Linked DNA regions of Mus musculus: region 2 is linked to region 1. A link is a contact called in public promoter capture Hi-C data. All regions are on one chromosome and are shown on one strand. Each heading gives the region's core, a stretch centred on a gene start, on an enhancer-like site or on the middle of the called end of the contact. The rest is flanking DNA. Distances are from core to core; before and after follow the strand shown.

What was found. Promoter capture Hi-C pulls out the DNA fragments that hold promoters and counts their contacts.
Region 2: a contact with region 1 is called in a promoter capture Hi-C map of embryonic stem cells, with 5 times the contacts expected there. The contact joins two enhancer-like sites. A contact is called at or near these places in 12 of 39 promoter capture datasets (the C10 cell line, the HPC-7 cell line, embryonic stem cells and 6 more), 6 of 15 datasets of contacts at CTCF or cohesin (the G1E-ER4 cell line, embryonic stem cells, large pre-B cells and 2 more), 36 of 484 Hi-C or Micro-C datasets (the C10 cell line, CD4 T cells, ECoMG myeloid progenitors and 11 more), 9 of 115 datasets of contacts at active chromatin or transcription factors (craniofacial prominence, embryonic stem cells and large pre-B cells) and 3 of 9 other capture datasets (adipose tissue, liver and pancreatic islet).

The regions. Positions count from the first base shown.
Region 1 is chr8:88,265,016-88,268,113 of GRCm38.p6, forward strand. No RefSeq gene overlaps it. Among named protein-coding and RNA genes, the nearest start is that of Adcy7, 28 kb to the right of the region's middle. Within about 2 kb of position 1,331, at least 43 of the 459 cell types and tissues checked have an H3K27ac peak or open chromatin away from gene starts, as enhancers often do.
Region 2 is chr8:88,392,759-88,396,155 of GRCm38.p6, forward strand. No RefSeq gene overlaps it. Among named protein-coding and RNA genes, the nearest start is that of Gm34751, 5.5 kb to the left of the region's middle. Within about 2 kb of position 2,078, at least 1 of the 459 cell types and tissues checked has an H3K27ac peak or open chromatin away from gene starts, as enhancers often do.

The sequences.
Region 1 (3,098 bases), core at 81-2,580:
TCAAATGCTGGGATGCACCACCACATCCCGATAACTTGTTGCTAGTAATCAAAGCCAGGCCCTTGTGCATAGTAGGCAGACACGCCACAGCTGAGCTAAGTCCCCAGCCTGTCTTTTGGTTCTTCTCCTTAAATGTCACAGTGCAGCAGAGTCATCCCGAACAGCACTCCACTCCCTTTGCCATTTTCCACTTTTAAGGAAAGGAGCCTTGCTTTGGGCAACACTGGGGAGGGGGGAAGGCCAATTCTTTGATCATTTTCTACCATCTGCCTGTTAACACTCCACCTTTTAAACCAGGTGGAGTGTCAATCCCAGCACTCGGGAGACGGTGGTGGTGCACGCCTTTAATCCCAGCACTCGGGAGGTAGAGGCAGGCGAATTTCTGAGTTCGAGGCCAGCCTGGTCTACAGAGTGAGTTTCAGGACAGCCAGGACAGCCAGGGCTATACAGAGAAACCCTGTCTCAAAAAAACAAAACAAAACAAAAAAAAGCACTCCACCTTTTGTTGTTTTGTAGCTCTGCCTGTCCCAGAACTCACCATGTAGACCAGGCTGGCTTTGAACTTACATTTCAGGTTTGGGGTAAGGAGGAAGGGCTCCCCACCAGAACAACTGGATCCCAGTTATTTGAAGTAGACAGGGCCAGAGCTGCTGTGTGGTTTTTGAGGCTAAATTGGGGGGAGGGGGCGGGGACCAAAAGCCATCTGGTGGTGAGGAATTCCACAGTCTTCTGGTGCACAACAGTGTTTGAAAGCTGTTCTCCTCAGGCCACATTCTTGAGTCTTGCGGCTTGAGTCTTTGCTGGCATTCCATAGTGAGCCAGTCTGGGTTGACCAGCTTAACTAAGAGATGCAAGATTTTTGGCTTTTAATTGGGAACATTTTGCCTTTTAAGTAAAATGTTTTAAATTCCTTGTTTGTCTAAGAAGACCATTTTAAAACCAAGGAACTAGGGATCTGAAATAACCCACCTGTGTAAAACACACACTCTGTGTGTGTGTGTGTGTGTGTGTGTGTGTGTGTGTGTGTGTGTGTGTGTGTGTGTGTGTGTGTGTCTGTGTCTGTGTCTGTGTCTGTCTGTGTGACTTAATTTCATTTTATATTGTGTGTACATTTAAAGCCTGTAACATTTAAAGCATTTAAAACCTTTTGGAAGTTGTGGGATTCAGAGGAACTGCCCAAAGGATGGATACAAGTAGATGGTGCCTTTTCTTTCTTTTGTTTCTTTTAAAAAATAAAGGATGTATTTTCGTTTTTCTGTGTGAGCTTTGGCTGGTTTCTGTATGTACTGTGCTCATGCAATGCTCACCGCGGCCAGAAGAGGGCATCAGATCCCCTGGACCTGGAGTGACTGCTGTGAGCCATCTATCTTGAGTTAGGAATCCAGGTCCCCTTCAAGAGCTGTAAGCACTCTTAACCGCTGAGGCATCTCTTCAACCCCTAGAAAGATGTCTTAATGTTTAATGTTAACAATAAAAGAGAAGGAGGAGCTGATTAAAAGCTGAAGTGGCCTCTTGAAATGGAATATCCATTTTCAGAAGATTGACCACTCAGTTTCAGCTTCGTACCTCCAGCTTGCACTTAGGGCGCCAGGAATGTGGCTTTTCTTGAGCACTCTTCAAAGGACCGTAAGGGGGTTGCGCCAGGCCTCTCAGATTAAAATCCACTTCAACACCAAGTGCTTCCAAGTACCAGGCTTAACCTCGTCCCCACAGGCGAGGAGACAGGAAAGACCTGTCTGGAGTGAGGCAGAGAGCAAGGGTCTTGGGCCCTGCCAAGAAGGTGCAAAAAAGCATATATTTGGGGAGAAGGGGAAGGTGTTGTGATGCCAAGGCATTCTGAATGTCTCCCCCAACTTCTAGGGGAGCCACTTCCAAAGTGGTGAGCCACTGCCGCCACTTCTCACGTTTTAGGTTTTGAAATTAAGTGTTGACTTCCCAATACCCTTAAGTCTCTACGCCGGGGCCTCCTCTGAGTAATTTTCCTGAGTGCAGTGGTCACAGTCGCTATGACTCCAAATGGCTGTTCTTATCAGCCATTTGTGCAATACAGTGAGTGGGGCAGGGGACGTGGGTGTTGTACCTGGAATCGCATGCTCTGCGGTGAGCTACACCCTCAGTGTTTTTATTTTTCCAGAAGCGTTAGTTTAGCACCTGAGCCTAAACTCCGTGGGTGTGTGAAACCTTGCAAATCAGCCAGCTGCACCAGGTGTTTTGTCACAGTCGCCGGGTCGCCTGAGGCTTCGGGCAGGTGTGCTTGAAGTGCAGGTGTTTGCTTGCCTGAACATCCCCCTCCTCCCCTGAAGCTTGCCTTCACTTGTGCACACCACAGCTCAGCTCAGTTTCCTGGATTTCCCTCTTGGTAAAGTCTTGGCTGGGTGTCTGCCCATCTCGCTTCCTGTGCGCAGGCTGTAAATGTCTGAAAGAGCTCTGCGTTTGTGTTCAGTTGGAAGTTTTGCTGGATATAGAGTTCTGACTGGGAAACGTCTCTCAGAAGCCGAAAGCATCATTTTCAGTGTCTTTAAGAATCCCAGATTGGAAGCAGAGGCAGGCGGATTTCTGACTTCAACGCCAGCCTGGTCTACAAAGTGAGTTCCAGGACAGCCAGGGCTATAAAAAAAAAAAAAAAAAAAAAAAAAAAAAAAAAAAAAGAATCCCAGATTGGCATGATGGTTTTTCCTCTCAGAACTTTTGGGATTTCCTCCTTTCTGCCACGTTCTGAAACATTACTGTATGGACAGAGAGTCTTCTCTGTTGCAGAGGGAACTTCTCATTACCAGGGTTCCATTGGTGGCTCATAGCCTTCAGACACCTGATTTTTTTTTTTTTTTTTTTTTGGTTTTCCAGACAGGGTTTCTCTGTATAGCCCTGGCTGTCCTGGAACTCACTCTGTAGACCAGGCTGGCGTCCAAGTCAGAAATCTGCCTGCCTCTGCCTCCCAAGTGCTGGGATTAAAGGCGTGTGCCACCACTGCCCGGCGACACCTGAATTCTCATTTACTCCGATCTCTAAGGATTTCCCAGGAATTCCACATTTGTTCAAATATTGGGTGACCTGCACAGAGAGCCTCTATTTGTCTATTTTCCTTCCATATTCATGAA
Region 2 (3,397 bases), core at 828-3,327, 130 kb after region 1:
TTCCCCCGTGGTCAGTTCTCTTGGTTTCCCTCCAGTGCTGATCATGCATGGACACTCATCTCACCTCTCATCCGTGTGTTGTTAGACCTACAATATTGTCATTTTAAAAATTTTGTCATCTTGTGTGTATGGGTGGTTTGCTTACCTGTATGGTCGCACACCACATGCATGCCTAGTGCCTTTGGAGGCCAGAAGAGGGTGTTAGATCCTCTGGAACTGGGGATACAGGTGGTTGTGAGCTGCCATGTGGGTGCTGGAAATAAGAGGGTGTGGGGAATAAGACCCCAGTCCTCTGGAAGAGTAGCCAGTGTGCTTAATGACTTAGCCATCTCTCAAACTTCCCGAAGTGTTTGATGTTTGTGTTTGTACAGACCACAGCTATTTACACAGTGTTTGCAGTATAAGTAATCCAGAGATTACTCAAAACCTAAGGGAGGCTATGCATAGGTGCAAGGGACTAGAACTGGGTATCTCCAGGGCACCCAGGAGCTCATCAGCTGTATTCTGTTTGAGGTAATGGTTAAGAGCACAGGTTGAGGTCTCATCTGAGGTCAAAACTCCAGTTCTGCCACTTGCTAAAAGTTGCCTTGGTGCCTCTGTTTCCCCATCTTTGGGAGGAATTTCCCCTACTTTATAGAGTTGGCTAAATGAGAAGCCTTAAGTGAGTTGGTTATGATTTGAATCTGAAGTGATCTCCTGGTCCTGTGTTTTGAGTGATTGCCCAACACCATTCCTCAGAAGTTGGCACACGTTTTAGAAGGTTGTAGAGTCACTGTGAGGCAGCGCTTAGCCGGTGAAGGCAAGCCACTGAGGAGGACCTTTGAGAGGTATAGCTGGGCCCCTGGTTCTGTCTGCTTGCTGTGTCCTAGTGTGCTGGTATGTGAGCAGTCACTGCCACATGCACCTACCACCATAGACAGAGTCACCAGGCCTTCCAACACGATGGATTCCAACTGCAAGCCAAACCACATCTTCCCTCCCTCGAGCCGTACAATGAGTATAGGAAGTGCACAGAGTTAGTTATGACTCTAGTCATAACTCAGTTAGAGGACTGGCAGGCATGAGGAAAAGGCTCACAGTGCCTTCTGCTCTGTCTCTCAGCCCAGTGCTGTTGAGTACCACACATGCCACTTTCTGTGTGTGCAGCTGGTTCTTTGCTGCACACTGTATCCCATGGGATGCATTTGCTTACATTGAAGTTACTAATCCCCGAAACACGAATGACTTGGCCACAGTGCAGCCACAAGCACTCCTTCTGCAGGCCAGTGGAAAGAATTCTCTCCCGGATTAAGGCTTGACACACTTTTTTTTCCCCTTCTCTCTCTTATGTATGTATGTATGTATGTATGTATGTATGTATGTATGTATGTATGTATGTATTATATGTATGAATATTTTATCTGAGTGTATGTATGTTTTAGTTAGGGTATCAGTTGTGAAGAGACACCATGACCATGGCAACACTTATAAAAAGTAAATCATTTAATCGAGGCTGGCTTACAGTTTCAGAGGTTCAGTCCATTATCATCATGGCAGGAAGCATGGCAGCACGCAGGCCTCTGTGCTGCTGGAGAGGTAGCTGAGAGTTCTCCATCTGGCTCTGCAGGCAGCAGGAAAAGCACCTTGAGCCTCCAGGCTTAGTTTGAGCTTCTGAGACCTTGAAGCCCACCCCCCAGTGATGCACTTGCTCCAATAAAGTCACACCTCCCAATACTGCCACTCCGTATGGGTCAATGTGAGCCATTTTATTCAAACCACTGCATGCATCATCTGTGTGCCAGGTACTGGTGAAGTCCCAAGAGGGCTTCAGACTTCCTGGGACTGGAGTTACAGATGACGGTTGTGAGCTGCCATTTGGATTCTGGGAATTGAATATGGGCCCTTCCAAGAACAGCAAGTGCTCTTAACTGCTGAGCTAACTTTCCAATCCTAAGTGTACTTTCTGTAAATGGTGAGATAGTAAATATTGTTGACTTCATGGGCCATACAACTATGCCAACTCCTTAGCTTTGTGGCTGTTCAATGAGGGCAGCCATAGGTCATGTGTGAACAAACATGCATAGCTCGTTCCAATAAAACTTTATTTACAAAAAGAAAAGATTGCACCTGTGTCTTTGGGCCCATGTACTAACTCATAGAGTACCCTGTGTCACTGACTACTTCTCCATCAATCAAAGAGTACTCATGTGGTCTGCTTGTGGTTCCTGAGTGCCTTTCTCCCTGCATCATTGACAGAGGGCAGAGAGCCACAAATGACCCCCGGCAGCCCTTTTCACTCTCTAAATATGACTTTTCTCATCATGAGGCTGGCTGGTTGAGGCATTTCCAAGTGAAATGTAAAGTTCTGTATATTCAGGGCATTTGGACAGTTGTCGCTACACTGGTTTTGTGCCAGGCTCTGTTCTGACGTTGTTGTCCCTTTCAGGGGTCCCAACAATGTGGAGGAACAGGGAAGAGTGAGGCTTACTTACCCTCCCATGGGATGGTGTTCCCCAGGCCACAGGGATGGCGCAGAGCGAAGCCTGTACATGAAGCACATCTGCATTACCAAGTCACATCTGCTTCTTGCCCTTCTACAGGGTGCTAGAGGAGAGCAGAGTTCCTCAGAGAAGGCCCAAGAAGTTGGAGTGAGTGTGGGAGACTGTGGAAAAAGGGAAGGAGCTGATGGCCAGTGTGGCTGGAGGAGGCCTGGGAAGAGTGAGGCGTCTGCGGCCTGACAGCCAGTTCCAGAAGCTCTGATATTGTTGCTCCTGGGAGAAGAGCTTGGACCGAGTTTGGAGGCCCTGTCTGAGGTCAGCAGAAACGAGGACTGTGACTAGAGCCCACAGGACCCTTCTAAATTAATGCTACACCTGGTGTTTAATGGGGGTTGGGGGAAAGCGAATACTTTGGTTAAAAATGAACAGACTAGCCAGGCGTGGTGGCATACGCCTTTAATCCCAGCACTTGGGAGGCAGAGGCAGGCAGATTTCTGAGTTCGAGGCCAGCCTGGTCTACAAAGTGAGTTCCAGGACAGCCAGGGCTACACAGAGAAACCCTGTCTTGAAAAACAAAACAAAACAAAACAAACAAACAAAAAACAAAAAAACACACATTTCCATCAATTAAAAAATTATCGATGCTCAACACCAACCTGTAAGCATGTGATGAATTGTTACCAAAAGACTGTGCCCCAGAAATAGAAGGTAAGGACCGGGACTGCAGCTTAGTGTTGGAGCACTCACTGAGCATGTGCAAGGACAGGATTCCACCCCCAGCATTGGAAAGAGCTACCACCAGTATCCCCGGGAGTTCTTCCTATGTTCCCTCTAAAGACTGACCTCTCTGGCCATCTAACAACACAAACTGGTTCTATCTGGTTGTGAACTTGAACTTTATGGAACTGGAATCATGAAGC